Linked DNA regions of Anas platyrhynchos: region 2 is linked to region 1. A link is a contact called in public Hi-C data. All regions are on one chromosome and are shown on one strand. The core of a region is the stretch at or near the end of the contact, and the rest is flanking DNA. Distances in the headings are between cores, read along the strand shown. Region 1 holds the start of CCDC88C (coiled-coil domain containing 88C). Region 2 holds the start of TTC7B (tetratricopeptide repeat domain 7B).

Evidence for each region. Hi-C and Micro-C count contacts between places; a contact is called where the count stands out from the background.
Region 2: a contact with region 1 is called in a Hi-C map of skeletal muscle, with 2.9 times the contacts expected there. The contact joins the promoter of TTC7B here to the promoter of CCDC88C in region 1. A contact is called at or near these places in 2 of 8 Hi-C or Micro-C datasets (skeletal muscle and subcutaneous adipose tissue).

The regions. Positions count from the first base shown.
Region 1 is chr5:17,105,931-17,113,089 of IASCAAS_PekinDuck_T2T, reverse strand. It overlaps CCDC88C (coiled-coil domain containing 88C), which reads right to left and starts at 4,271. Exons shown (of 31, transcript XM_038180263.2): 1 at 3,921-4,271; 2 at 3,723-3,823. The coding sequence starts at 3,980.
Region 2 is chr5:17,362,897-17,370,055 of IASCAAS_PekinDuck_T2T, reverse strand. It overlaps TTC7B (tetratricopeptide repeat domain 7B), which reads right to left and starts at 2,459. Exons shown (of 20, transcript XM_038180036.2): 1 at 2,223-2,459. The coding sequence starts at 2,343.

The DNA of each region.
Region 1 (7,159 bases), core at 3,022-5,521:
TAAAGAAGGCAGAGTGACTACCTCACACCGAGGCAGCTGCAAATGAAATCAAGAAATCCATTATTGTGAACTTTTATGTGGTTTTAATACAAATGGTTTAATCAGATGTATTCCTGACACACACTTCTGCTTCCTGAATGTTTTAACAGGAACGCAGAACCTACAGTCAGAGGGATTAGAACAAGTCAATATTAGAGCGCTGAGGTGCCTGCATGTATAAACCCCTCACATAATTTCCCAAATAGAGCTTCCAATAAGAAGTTAAACAGGGTAAATATTTGCTTACACTCAGGGGTATTATGCCACAGCTGCAACCGTAACGCTGAAGGCAGTCTATTCAGTGTCACCACGTGCTACGTTCATACCAGGAAGTGATACACAACCACCTAAGATAGTTCTTTAAAATTTGCCCACAGAGAAGCTCATTTACCTGACACACACAAATCTGCCAGAAACACAGCAGATCCCCTATGAACATTCACGTAAGCACTTCCGCACACAGAGCCTTAACCTGCCACTGTAAATGTGCAAAGTCAACGCGGCCTCCATGCACTAACATGTTGGGGTAGACACGTGGACTGAACACAGGAAGAGGAAACCACCCATTTACAGCAAAATGACTTGAAAAAGTTAGGTCTTTAAGATACAAGTGGGAATCCAAAGGCTGCTGCATGCCTCTTCCTACTGGATTTACCTGTATAAACACCACAATTCAAAGCGATGCAGTCTCTAGCTACCTTTTTAGAAGGGTCTCACGCCATTAGGGGTCATCTAAAAAAGCCATGCAGCAGAGCCCAGCAGCTGGCTGTCTACTGACCAGGCCATGGCCAGAGCCTGCTTCATCTCTAAGGAGAACAGGGTGAAGACACAGCCCTGCTTTCACTCCCACACAGCAGGCACCCGACAGGCAGGAAGAGGGACAAACGTCACCTACCACCCCCCCAGTGACATGGTCGCCTTGCTGATATGAACCCACTATCTAAAAACATCAACGCCACAACATCACAGCATTGGGATCTTCTCCACCCATTCCAAGTTGCCAGACTTGGGAGAAATCCAACCTATTACAACAGGAACTGGAGAGTGACTGAACTAGTACAGCCCTCCCTGCACCTCAAACAGCCCTGCTTTTGCGTGAACTCATTCTCAACAGGTATATCTGGATTTCTTCACAGAGCCACCAGACTTTCTAGCCACGTATGAAATTTCAACTCTGCTTAGCTGGAGGACAACAAGCATTTTAGTTTTAATAAGGAAATTCAAAAGAATTTGGCTTCTGAAACCTTCATCAGAAGAAACCTGTTGGTCTGCAGCAAAGTACTGCATCACACCCGGTGTCTAGATGTAGGGTCATATGCCCGTGTTATTTGTGCTGCAGTAAGCAGGCAAACAAAGTAACCTGAATAACTAAAACTGAAACAACACACAGGCAAGAATACAGCTAACCACAACATGAGGGCAGCTATTTGACTCTCTGCGTGCACGCACATGTATGCAGGCACACGTGCTTTCAGGCAATGAAGGGTATCATGGCATACCAAATTCTATCATATTTCTTAAAGGCCCTCATTAATACAATTTCACCAGGAACAAATCTCAAGCCAAGCACTAAGAGTCATCCTCAGGGACCAAGGCTTGCCAAACTGGTGAGCAAGCATTTTAAAAACACATTTGTTTTTTTTTTATTCTGAAAACTTTGCAGGGCAGAAACACTCCTTGAAAAGCCTTCCCAATCTACAGGTAAGGAGTAATTGCATCGCAAGTTCTAAAGGTTAGGTCAGAACAAATGAAGGTCACAGACAGCACCCTGCTCAGTCAGAATACATAAATACAGCCAGGATCTTTCCTTAGTTAAACAGCTTCAGGCTCTCAGTAGAAATGTCTTAATTTCAAGCTCCCCCACCATCATTAGAAACACTGCCAAAGCTGCCTAAAAAGGGGAAAAAAAGCTTCAATTGTGAATAATGGGTCAGTTTCCTACTCAGTCCTGCCTGTGCTTCCCTCAAGAACACTGTGGCACTGCTGGCAGAGATCTATCTTCTGGAAGAAACAGACTTACTTTCCTGACTCCCTAAGGCAAGTAAACATGCCAGGGCATTTCTCACCAACATGATAACCCAGAAAACTCCAACTAGCGTCCCTGCACTGTTAGTCGATACACTTAAATTCCTCATTTCAAGAAGCTTTTATTGCTCACTCCCTGTCCCCAGAGCACCATTAAGTTGCTCCACAGACCCGAACAACTTTATGTCACCTCAGATATTACAACTGGCGAATTACAGAATACTTAAGTTTGTTTATTGTATATGTCAACTGATAAAGCACTTCTCAAATCTATCACTCGCTTCAGAATCTTACAGTCATTAAATATCACAAATCTTCTGCCCATTTAGTAACCAAAATTGGGAGTGACTAAGTTCATTTTCCTTGTTTTGAAATAATTAATTATTTCACACATTAGAGAATGGTGACAGTCTAGTTAAATCTGCAGCAGACTCACAATCACTGTGGGTCCTTGACACTTTGGTTGGTTTGCTCTGATATATGACCACTACGTTTGGTGCAAAGTTCTGTTTCCCACACTTTGGAAAAGGTACAAATCCGCGTTTGAATGCTCATGCTCAAGGCTCCAATTTGCAGAAAGTTCTCTTTTGGAAGCATAATTATTCCTCAGAAATGCTAGAATTTGCATCTTCCTTTTACAACTAGCACTTTACTCCATTTTACACTACTACTGCATCAACCCCAAGTGGGGTGACCGATCTGGGTCCTTTTCTGAATCATGAATCTGCACCTTCAAATCTTCACTGTCCAAGTTCCAGTACAGAATTTCCAACGTTAGCAATAACGAAACCAGAAGAAAGCTCGATTGTCTTTAGAGCTGGTGCAGCCAGGTACCAGAAGATAGCAGAACTTGCTAACTTGAGCAGGTGGGGCACAGCTTCTCGTACTTTTTTTTGTTACTTTTCAAAAAAAAAAAAAAAAAAAAAAACACATTTAAAGACCCTAATACCTAATATGTGCTCTTCATTTATGTGCTTGAAGTTGGCCTAACATCACAAGTCACTGGGTGAGCCTTACTCGGTTTCATTCTGTGAGGAGGGCAGTACCAGAACTGGGTGAAGCTGGAAGCTTCCTCCCCTGCGAGTCAAATACCTTTCCCTGCCAGCTCTTCATCAGATGCGTTTCAGAGTATTAAAAGCAATTACAGAGATGAAACAGAAACAGCCAGGATCTGTGCGCAGCAAAGCAGTGGCAGGAAAGGATGTGGTTAAAAATGCATGCTTTAGCGACAATTTACTTCAGTGTTAAGAGAAAAGAGTTATTTTCAGTTCGGGCTTTTAACCTACTTGTAAGTTTACTTGAGACATATCTCTGCAGCGCTGCCTGAGAGATACAGCAGCTAGCAAAGTGAAGTTTTCCCTTTGCCAACCTGTTTTTAACGCCAAATCTCACAAGACCACATAGACACGCTTCAGCTGCAACCTCCCCAGTAAAGCTTCACCCGATGAGGCGCTTTCGTTTCCTTATTTACCCTGCAGCACAGCCTCCCCCGAGGGGCACGCTCAGCACCGGGCAGCCGCCTAAAACCCTGCAAGACCAGGGCGAGCTGAAGCAGCAAAAGCAAACCCGGTGGGGACGGAGGGTTGAGTTTCGCCCCTTTCTTTCTGTCCCCCTCCGAAGGCAGGCAGCCCCCCCCGTGCCCCCGGCGCCCCGCTCACATCTGCAGCATGATCCTGTTGAGCAGCACGCCGTCCGCCAGCTCCATGTACATGCCCAGCTTGTCCTCGCTGCCGCTCGCCAGGGCGCCGAAGGTCTTCACCTGCCGGGGAGGGAAGGATGAAGGAGGGCAAGGCAGCGCCGCGGCCGAGGCAGGTGCCTCGGGAGCCGCCCGCCGGCCGCCTGCCCCCCGGACTCACCCAGGTGACCAGCGGGCTCTGCAGGAAGAGCTCCAGGAGCTCGGACACGGTCACGTCCATGTCGCCGGGAGGGCGCGGCAGCGGGGCCGGCTCACTCGGCAGACAAAGGCGCCGAGCCCATGGCCCCGCCGCCGGGCAGCGCCCGCCTACAGCGGCGGCGAGCCGCGCCTCATCGCCCCCCGGCCCGGCGGAGCGCGGCGAAGGGGAGCGGGGACGGGAAATGGCGGCGGGGCTGGGGGGGAGGCAGCGGCCGCCCGCGGGGGGTGGGCGCGGAGGCTCCTGCGGGGCCGCTCCCGGAGCCCGCGCGGCGCGGCCCCGTCCCGGCCCCGCTGCTACCTGCGGCGGGGCGCGGCCTCGCCCCGGCCACTACAGCCCCGCCGCCGTGACGGGCGGCGCCCGCCGCCAATGGGAGCCGCCGAGCGGCCGGCGCGGGCCAATGGGAGGAGGAAGGGGGCGGGAGGAGGCGAGGCGGAGGGTGCCCCCGCCCGGCCCTGAGGTGGCCGCTTGGGGGGTGCGGGGGCGGCTGGGTGCCCGCTCAGCGCCAGCGGGCAAAAAGGGGAAATCTCGGAGAAAATGGGGCTGTGCGCGAGCTCACGGCCGCTGCCTGTAAAACGAAGCGAGGGGCAAGCAGCACTCGGTCCTCGCCGCTGTCCCCACACAGCATCAGGTGGTTTGTTAGGGACAGCGCTGCCAAGGGGACAGCGCTGCTCGGCGGGGCCGCGCCTGGCAGCCCGTGGCTACAGCCCGTGGGCCGTGGCTAGTGGCTACAGCCCGTGGCTAGCAGCCTCTGGGCCCGCTGCTGCTCAGCACCCCCAGCAATCGCTCAGCAGGCAAATTGTTTCCCAGTGGGGTGGGGGGAGAGAGAGACAATAACTTACTTTATTTTAGTTAAAAATAATAATTCCAGGTAATCTGAGGTTCTTCCGTAATTCTAATGGAGTTTTTTCTGTTTCTTAGTTGTATCTGGATGACTACACCCTTTTATTTATCCCCAGAACAAGCGTGTTCTATTTGTCACACACAAGTCTTTCTCTATGCATCAATCACTCCAAAATGCACTTTGGCTATGCCTTGTTTAATCACAGTAAGCTCACAAAATGCATTTTGGATCTTACCAAGTCAGGCAAATCATTTCTGCAGTTCTTTTTCTTGCTGACCACTGGATCTCCCACCCCTATTTTCGAGAAGGGATGTGGGCACACGTGTGCGCAGCTCCGTTCTGTCAGGAGGGACAGATGTTGTTTTGCCTGTAGGAACTGAGCGGTTTGTAAGCAATCCATTACAGTGACAGACAATGTTGTTCATTGCAGCAGCCTGCTTGTCCCACGTAAGATCAGTTTTAATGATTTGCTTCACAAGGATCTTTATTTTAGGCAGCTGTGTAGGTAGAGTCAGTGTTAATCAGGAAACATGGCAATAAAACACAGATATATTAGTGGGAGGGTGGTGAGACCTCATGTGGGCATCTGAGAAAGGGAAACTTCCCCCAGGCTGGAGAGCAGGGGTTGCCCCGAGTTGGTCACCCCCCATCAGCCATTTTGAGGCGAGGTCAGCCCGAGGGAAGATGGCACCTTCCTGCCTGCACTACCCCTGCTTGCTGCCTGCTTCATTAGCCCAGCCCCACAGGGGGAAGTGTTCATGGAGGAAAACCTCCCTGCCCTTATTAAAGACACCAGGGGTAGCCCAAACCTCCAGGTCTGCATTTGGATGGATCCCATTCATTATACAGGAACAGCTAGCTCATGAACGTGCTATTTAAGCATGCTAATGATCAGGCATGTTTTGATCCTTAACCTTTGTGGACCAACACGATACCAGGGACCTGACCTCTGTGAGCTGCCCCTTACAACCTGGTGCAGCCACTTCTCTCCACGGTCCTTGAGAGGATGTACCAGCGGGTACAAACAGTTAAATCACACTTACCTTGTGTTGTGGGAACCATGTTGTCTCAGCTTTTCCGCCCCCAAAAAGAAGGGGGCTGCAGGGACGCTGTTTGCTGTAGCTGGAAGGACAAACAGCATGCTTTTGAGCGCAACAACTGCTCAGGTATGGCGAGAAGGGGAATGATTAATTATTTCTCAACACTTCAGAGAGACAGACTGCTATAATTTAACTTCTCCAAGCCTTGTGATCTCCTGTCTTGTGAATATATTTCATTAAATAAAATTTAAAGCTGTTGTGGTGCTTACAGCGGAGGATGATTGTGTTAATGAATAGTCAAAAGAAAAAGGACTTAATAATATTTGAAAAATACACAACCTCTTCAGAGAAGCCAGAATACAAACGCAAGAACATTTTCCTCCTTTTCACAGCCTGAATCAGACCCGTTTGTAGGAGCATGCCTCCAGAAACTCCTAAAAATCACAGAACAGTTGCTTTGTCAGATGTAGGGGTCACAAACCGTGAGACAGCTAAAGGGTGTGGGGATTGTCCTGCACCGTGGAGCACAGTTACAACAGCCCCGGTTTCTCACCCGGCGCAGGACTCGGCCGGGAGCCGCACGCTGCCTGCTCGGCCTGGGGGCACGGCCCCGGGACCAGCCCCGGCCCCGCTCCGTGCCGTTCCCCGGCCCGGGCCCGTTCCCTGGGCGCAGCACCGGCCCCCCCCGCCGGCCGCCGCGGGTGCTGCAGGCCGGGGCCGGGCGCTGCGGGGAGCGGGGGCCGCGGCCTGAGGCAGGGCCAGCCCGGCCGTGGGGCCCGAGCCCCGGAGCCTGCCCTGGAGCGCCGGGAGGCCCAGGGCCAGGAGACGCCCTCGCTTGTAACCCCCAGTCCGAATGCTTTTCTTCTCCCCTCAGGAATTGTGTCCCCTCCCTGTCAGCCCCAGCCCGGCTTGCGGTGCTTCCTTCCCTGCTTTCTCCAAACCGTGACCTGGTTTCTGGTGTCAGCTCTCTTTTAGCTACTTGGCTTTCATCAAAGACCCCTTGTGAAAGCTCCCACTGCAGGCCGAGTTCTCATTTCTGGGGCACCTGAAGCTGCTGCCTTCACACAGCAGGCAAAAAAAAAAAAAAAAAAAAAAAAAAAAATGCATTCCAATTAATATATCCAGGAAAGCTCAGACTCAAATACACAAATGCAATTGTATTTCAGAACCATGCCTCTTACAGCAAACAAGTGTGGAAAATACACATTTGTAGCATGTAATGTGACTTGCAACAACTTGTTTTCACACCACTTGCGCACTGACTCAAAACACAAGCATCGGAGGAGCAAGAAGCACCAGCACATTTTAAAGCACCATCA
Region 2 (7,159 bases), core at 1,210-3,709, 260 kb before region 1:
AACATGGCGTGAACCTTATTACTGCTGCTGAGTCCCGGTTCTGAAGGAGAGAAACATAATACAAACTGGATAAACGCCTAACAATTCTGAGCTGAAAGACCTTTCTTTCATCTATTTATCCTTTTGTAAAGACAATGCAAGTCACAGAGCAGACACTTTCCATGATCCAAATTGTGACTGTTACTTATAGAGTACCAAAGGCAGTGACCGATCCATTAATATTTCTCCTCCCTGTTTATCTGAAAGCTCAGTAAGTTTACAAGCCTTTCAAACACAATCCAGATACAGAAATTAGTTCCAGTAAGTGCCATTTTTGTATATCCAAAATCCTACGTAAACTGTCATTTATATTTGAACCACTGTCAGGTTTTAAGCAAACCCCTAATTCTAGGAGGGAGTAAACAGGAGCCATCAGCAGAACAAAACAGAACAAACAATACGATAATCAAGCCTACTCAAAATGTTCCAGCGTTCAAGAGTCAGAGCCAATCCCACACAACAATATATGGACAGAATGAATATCCTCTCCCCTCTTTTTTCTTTCCTTACACTTTTAAATCATTCCTCCACTGCTCCTAAATTGTTCTATGTTTAGCCAAAAAGCAAATCTTCTGTTATCATTCCCTAGCCAATTTGTAAAAGCAAACATTGCTGCAGAAGGAGGCAGTGAGGTTCCAAATACCTTTTCTTAAATTAGCTGCTTCAGATCAACTAACAGGGCTATGCAGCAAAACATCTTTCAGTCTGTGTGCCTTCACGGGTAGAACAGAGGCCCTGCCTCTTTGTCGTCTGGCTAGCTGATAACCTTAGCCTTCAACCTATTGGTCACACCGGCACCTAGACCACAAACTTGTGGTTTTAGATACTCTCAACAGCCCGGGCTTGTATTTCATTAGATACAGGTCTCTCTCTGCCTTCCTCTGCTACAAACGGAGATTCACTACCACTTCACTTACTGTTGATGTCCTTCTCATTTAGCTAGAGCTTGGAAGCCTGGGATATTGATGCAATCCTTTCTATGCTACCATAAAGAGATGAAATCCACATTCAACACTTATCCATGTTTTAAAGATCAGAAAATGCTCTAATAATAATGTGTACTCTGACTGGTACAGAATCTAGAAGGCACAACAATGGTAAAGTCACTGATGTGTAAAGTTACACAGACCTCATCAACTTCTCTGATGTGCTTCAGCTAGGTAAAGAGTTCCGTGGTCAGAGAAACTGAAGTCAAGATATCAATAATATCTGAAATACCTCAACAGATGCTAATTCAGAGATCATCATTCTTCTCAGTCAGACAGCCAAAAGCCATTCATCTCTGCCTGAACCGACCTCTAGTCCATAGTCTACACCTCAATAAAGCACGTCCTTAAAACAAACTAACACCTTTCACCTTTTCACTTCTGTCTATTTTTAACTGCTATAATACCAGTGTGTTTCAGGATCATTACCCAGCTGTTTTAAAGGCCAACACACCTAAGTCTATCTACTCCTGATCCATCTATCCTTAAATTCCCTGTCTCCTCCCTGCTTTGATTCTGGCTTTTGCTCTTCTGGTTGTGTTTCTGCAGGCCTGAGCCACGCACTTGTCTTCTCCACCTAAACACGCCAAGCCTTCGCAGCATGCTCCCGGTGCCACCGGCCTCACGCCTCAGCCTCCCTATTAACTTCTCACCCCTGAGGTCACCCCAAGCCCCGTCTCCCCAGATCTATTTCTCCCCAAAAACACCCCCGGGTGCAGCTCACGCCGAGGAGGGAGCTCAGACCCCGTCCCCTCGGCGTTCCCCAGGGGCAGAGCCAAGCCAGGGAGCCCTGCGCTGGGCGCCCCCAGCCCAGCCTCCGCTCCCACCTCCCTCAGCTACGCGCTGAAAAGTTCGTGAGGCGAGAAACAAAGGTCGGGGCGCCCCGCTCCGCTCCTCGCTACCGACGGGGAACGAGGCGAGGCAGCGCTGCCTCATCCCGCAGAGCAGGGAGCCTCGGCACAGAGGGCTCAGCACGGACCCTCCGGCACAGAGCAACGCAGGACCCGGAGCAGGAGGGCTGCAGGAGGGCTGCAGGAGGGCTGCAGGAGGGCTCCGCACGGCTCCGGGCGCCCCCCGCGCCCCCCGGTCCCCCCCCGCTGCCGGGGCCGGGCCCCCCCCGGCACAGCCCCGGCGGCACCTGCCCGGGAGCCCCGGCGGCCGCCCCTCGGCCTCGGCCCGCCCGGCCCCGCCGCGCACCGTTAGCGATGAGCTTGGCCGAGAGCTGCTTGACGAGCTCGGGGATCCGCTCCCACTGGCACTCGGAGCGGCACCGCTCGATCTCCGTCTCCAGCCGCGAGCCCGCCTTCTTGGTGGCCATGGCCGGCCCGATGGGCCCCGCCGGGGGAAGGGGCCGGGGCTGCGGGAGCGGGCGGGAAGGAGGGGACGGAGGAGGACGAGGAGGAGGAGGAGGAGGGGGCGGGGACAGGACGGCGGCACCGGGCGCCTGTGCGCCGGGAGCGGCGGAACTGGCGGCGGCGGCTCGCGGCCGGGAGCGGCGCCCCCTGGCGGGCAGCGGCGGGAGCGCGGCCACCACAGGCCCCGCCGCCGCCACCGGGCTGAGGCGGCCGCCGGGTCGGGCAGAGCCGGGCCGTGCAGCCCTGACAGCCCCCGGGACCGAGCTGAGGCCCCGCGGCTCGTGGGGGAAGAGGCAGGAACCGCGCCTGTGCCCCTCGGCCACCTGCCAGCGCGAGCTGTTCCCCAAAACATGACACAAAAACAGCTCTTGCCTTCAGTGGTCTCCTCTTCTGCCGCCGTGAAAGCTCTCACCTGTTCTACCTCACGGTTTTTTAATCCAGTTGCTTTTTCTGTCCACACGTCACACCACACCTTGGCCCTGACACGCTGCTTCACATCCCAGCACACAGAAACGGGGACTGCAGCTTGGCCTGGGCAGCTGGGTCCTGACCTGTTCCTTTCATTAAGGGCAGAGGGCACGGCCATGCCTGTATTACGCCCTTCCCTACATTTTGAGAGAACAAATATATTTCCAACCTTTGCATGGAACAAAATTGTAGCTGAAAGCAATTTGAATAAATATAATGTATCTTTGTCAAGTGCAACATGACATACCAGTTCCACAAACTTACTGAGACCTCAGAAGAAAACTGTCACAACTGATTTGCAGTGAAACATGTAGCAAAAGCGCCAAATGCTACTTTTCCCACTGTAAGTATGGAGCCCCTCCCACAGAACTGGTTACAGAGATGCAGTGTAACCCAATACACTAGACACAATGTGAATTTAAATGATCTAAACATCTTCCTCCACATCCAAGTGCAGACTTGTATAACTTATTCTCGTTATCCACAGAAAAGAGAAGTCAATGAGGCCAATCTGCATATGCTTGACTTTGAAGGATTATGGTCTATCTGCTGGTGTGAAGATACAAAACACGGGCTGGATGCTGGCGTTGCTGTAGCACACATTGCACCACTCTGGATCTAGTGTATTTTAGTCTTCAGAAATGTCAGGATCACAAACTCAAAATTCAAATTGGAGCACCAGCATTACTAGCATGAGAACAAATTAACCACTGTGTCATAACTGTTAGTACATATTCCTCAAACCCTATGAACTATGATCTTCAAACTCAGGGAATAATACTATCACCAGTCACCTTTGCATGCAGTTATATAAATGTTTCAGCTACATGCAAACATGACACACCTGTGGGCATTGGTAGAGCTGTTATCCACATCACAGAATTTCTGTAATGTTTCCTAAGTGGTGCGTGTACCACAAATACTAGTGACAGGCAGTTTGAGAAGCTTTCTTTGGTTCTGACCACCAATGGAAAGACCAGAATAAGGATGAATCTTTTTAAAGATAGGAAAACAACAGTGCCATCAAATCATTAATTGGCCAGGTGCAGACCCTTTAGGCTTGTGAGACTAAACGCTTGTCCCCAGCTGCATTGCTCAATCTCATAAAATATCCTTTTCCTACAAACTTTGCTTTGCTTGTACCCTTAGGCTGTCACAGATACCACAACTCTATGCCAAGTAACATATGCCCTTCTCAGGGTTCCAACTAATTTATTTTTCATTCCCAGTACTATCCAAATCATAATAGTACAAGCCTTGGATATTAACCTGGCTTTCCCTCAAGCTGCTGTTAAGAGTGCTTTCAGGCTACAGTTCAAATTCAAGCAACATATACTTCAAATTTTAAAAAGTGAAACAGAACCTAGTAATAGCAGAACATAACAGTGTTTAAGAAATACAGTGGAGTGTGCTACAGGAATGGAAAGAATATTTAATACTGCAACAAAAGTAAAAGAAGAAGGATGTGCTAAAACATTTTTTGTTTAAATGAGGTCTCAGAAGATCCAGACGACGTTACATTGATTACAGAAGGATATTTTACTGGTCAGATAAAATAATGAAATGAAAAATGAGGCAGCAAATGAATGGTAGCTGAAAATCATTGACATCATAACTACCAGTTCTTTTAGGCATAAGAGGAAGAAATTAACATTTGAATTTTCCCAAATAGTTAATTTGCTTATGAAGATTATTCATATTTATTCATAGCAATTTTAACACATTTTGTTAGCACTAATCACATCATTTCAGTAAAAGCTACCAGCAAAAGAATAGTATTAAAATATTTACATAACAGCTCATCAGACTTATTATCTCAGTAGTTACTATTTATGAAGTGAGACATCTATGCAAAAGGAATTAGTATATTTTGAAATGCATTGGAACAATTAGGACGTCTGCTTTAACGTTAGTGAAACTTCCCTATACCTAAGACTGCTCTAAGATTCTACTGTAGATGACCCATAACTGTATAAAATAATGAAATGCATCTGGTTTCTGAAAAGTATGTAAAATCAAAATGCAGGGAAAGAAGCTAGGTTGTGTTGCTCAAGCACTCTGCCCTATGCTACCCTTCCCACTCAACACTCCTCCTGCTCAAATACAGGGCAATAAGAGAACTAATACTTGATTGTTCAGTGCAACTTCATGAGCTAGGTATGAAGAAACAGTGACTTTCAGTCCATAGGAACACCTTGATATGTACTCTGGTACTTCAAGCAACCTGAAAATAGACTTAATGACAAAGTTTTCAGTACTACTACTCCATGCAGTATTATGGGAAACAAAAGTGACAGGTGTTTAAACTGTTAAATCTTAATAATTTTACAGAATACCGAGACTTATATAAAACTTTTCAATCTCTACTAAGATAATTAAACAAGGAATCAGAAAAATCAATTCAAATACTATTTGTATTTTTAAAGGTCACATATTCAAATAGAAGGCTAGTAACTCACATTAGAAAAAAAGGCAAGCAAATTTACAAGATCACTGGGTTTATTATAGATAGAGTTTCTGGCTTCTTACACAAATACTATTCGATGCTGAAATGCCAGGGGAGGAACCAAACTTCATCTTTGTTCCAGCTTTCCTTTATTCTAAAATAATAATAAATAATAATAAAAGTAAAAGCATGATTTTCCTGACAGCTGTGCTAAAGTCAGCTCACTGGTATGTATGCCCTTGAGAGAAGAGGCTAGTTGAAGCTTAAAATTCAATTTGTGTCAAAGGCTATGTGTATAAAGTTCCTTCACTATTAACAGAAGTGTTTAATATGCAAGCTTACCTATTACTCTAGTTTTAGTCCTTCACAATCGACCAGTGTTTTTTCTTCTAAAGCATGTGTTTGAAGCTGCTAATCGAAGTGCTGACTATTAAAAATATTTTCTTTTTTGAAGTTGCTATAGCATACGTCATGGAAGGATTTTCAGGGAAATATAATGTAATGGAAGACAGCACGGAAGTCCTTATTTCAACTCCACAGAGCATAAATGGAATTTAAAATTAAATCAAAAAGAGAAGCTTTTCCTCAACACAAATCTTTATTTCACCAATATCTTATCTTTCACTCCAGATGAACGTTTCAATCTCTGTTAAGACAATAAGTATATCCTACTGCAGGTTATCAGAGATGCAGTTCAAATATTATTTTTATTTTAAAGAAAGCATATTCAACTACTATTTATATGACATTTTGTCAAATGTGAAATGCAAAAATTTTCAGGCCAAAATGTGTGAATGTGAGAAGTTATTTCTCTACAGTGAAGAAAACATTATACAAGCAAAAATCTTACTGGATTTTTTTTTTCCCACTTAGTTTCCTAGTTTCACTACTCATATTATGCAGAGTTCTCCATGCCTAATGAAGCCAGTGATCTCTATGAAATTTTCCATATGCAGATTGTCAGAGGAACTAACTTCATAGTGACACATGGTTCCTTTTTGGGAGTAGCAAAAAGCAACTTAAAGGCAACTAAAGTGAGAATTAACAGCACCCAAAAAATCAACAATTTGACTACACACATGACTAGATGCAGCCTTCCCTCTGCCCCAACTCATAGTGAGGAATAGTTATGGACACAAAGTGAAATATGCTATATCAAAGTATTTCAACATTTCAATGTTTTTTACTTATATGATTTTATTTTCTTAAAGAGAAGATAGTTACATCTGAGAATGTACATTAACTTGTAAACCATAAAGCCCTTACTGTTGTTTGAAATTCATACACAAAACAGTTCTGGAAAACCTAGAACGCACTTTTTTTTTTCCCTCCACAATGGACTTTTGCTTTTGTAGCTCATTGCTTTCAGACTGATTCAATTCATAGTGCATTTGTCAGATAATGGGAAGTATAATTGATATTTGAAGAGGAAAGCATGCCTTTACAATCAAATACTTATTTTTCACAATTGCATGACATCCCTTTATTTTTATTTTCAGTCTTCAATAAATGACAGTGCAAACAGTCATTGCTATTGACAGTTGGAATCTGAAGATCAGTCACTAATCGTGCTGCAAAAGATAAAAGTCAGACCCCAAAACAGATTCTTTCCAAGGCCATTCATGCTAAACAGCAACCAGCACTGACAATGAAAGGGCAACAAAAAGTGCCATTTAATAAGCAATATATTTCAACAATCACATTGTTTAGACCCAGTGTTTCATTTTAAACCTTTCATAAAGTTTCTGGAAATATCCTCTACATCATAAACGCATATATTTACATGTACAAAGAAACATGAGAAACAATGTCACCTCCCAGATTTAAAAATAAGCATTTCACTGATGTCAATAGGCTTAACAGAC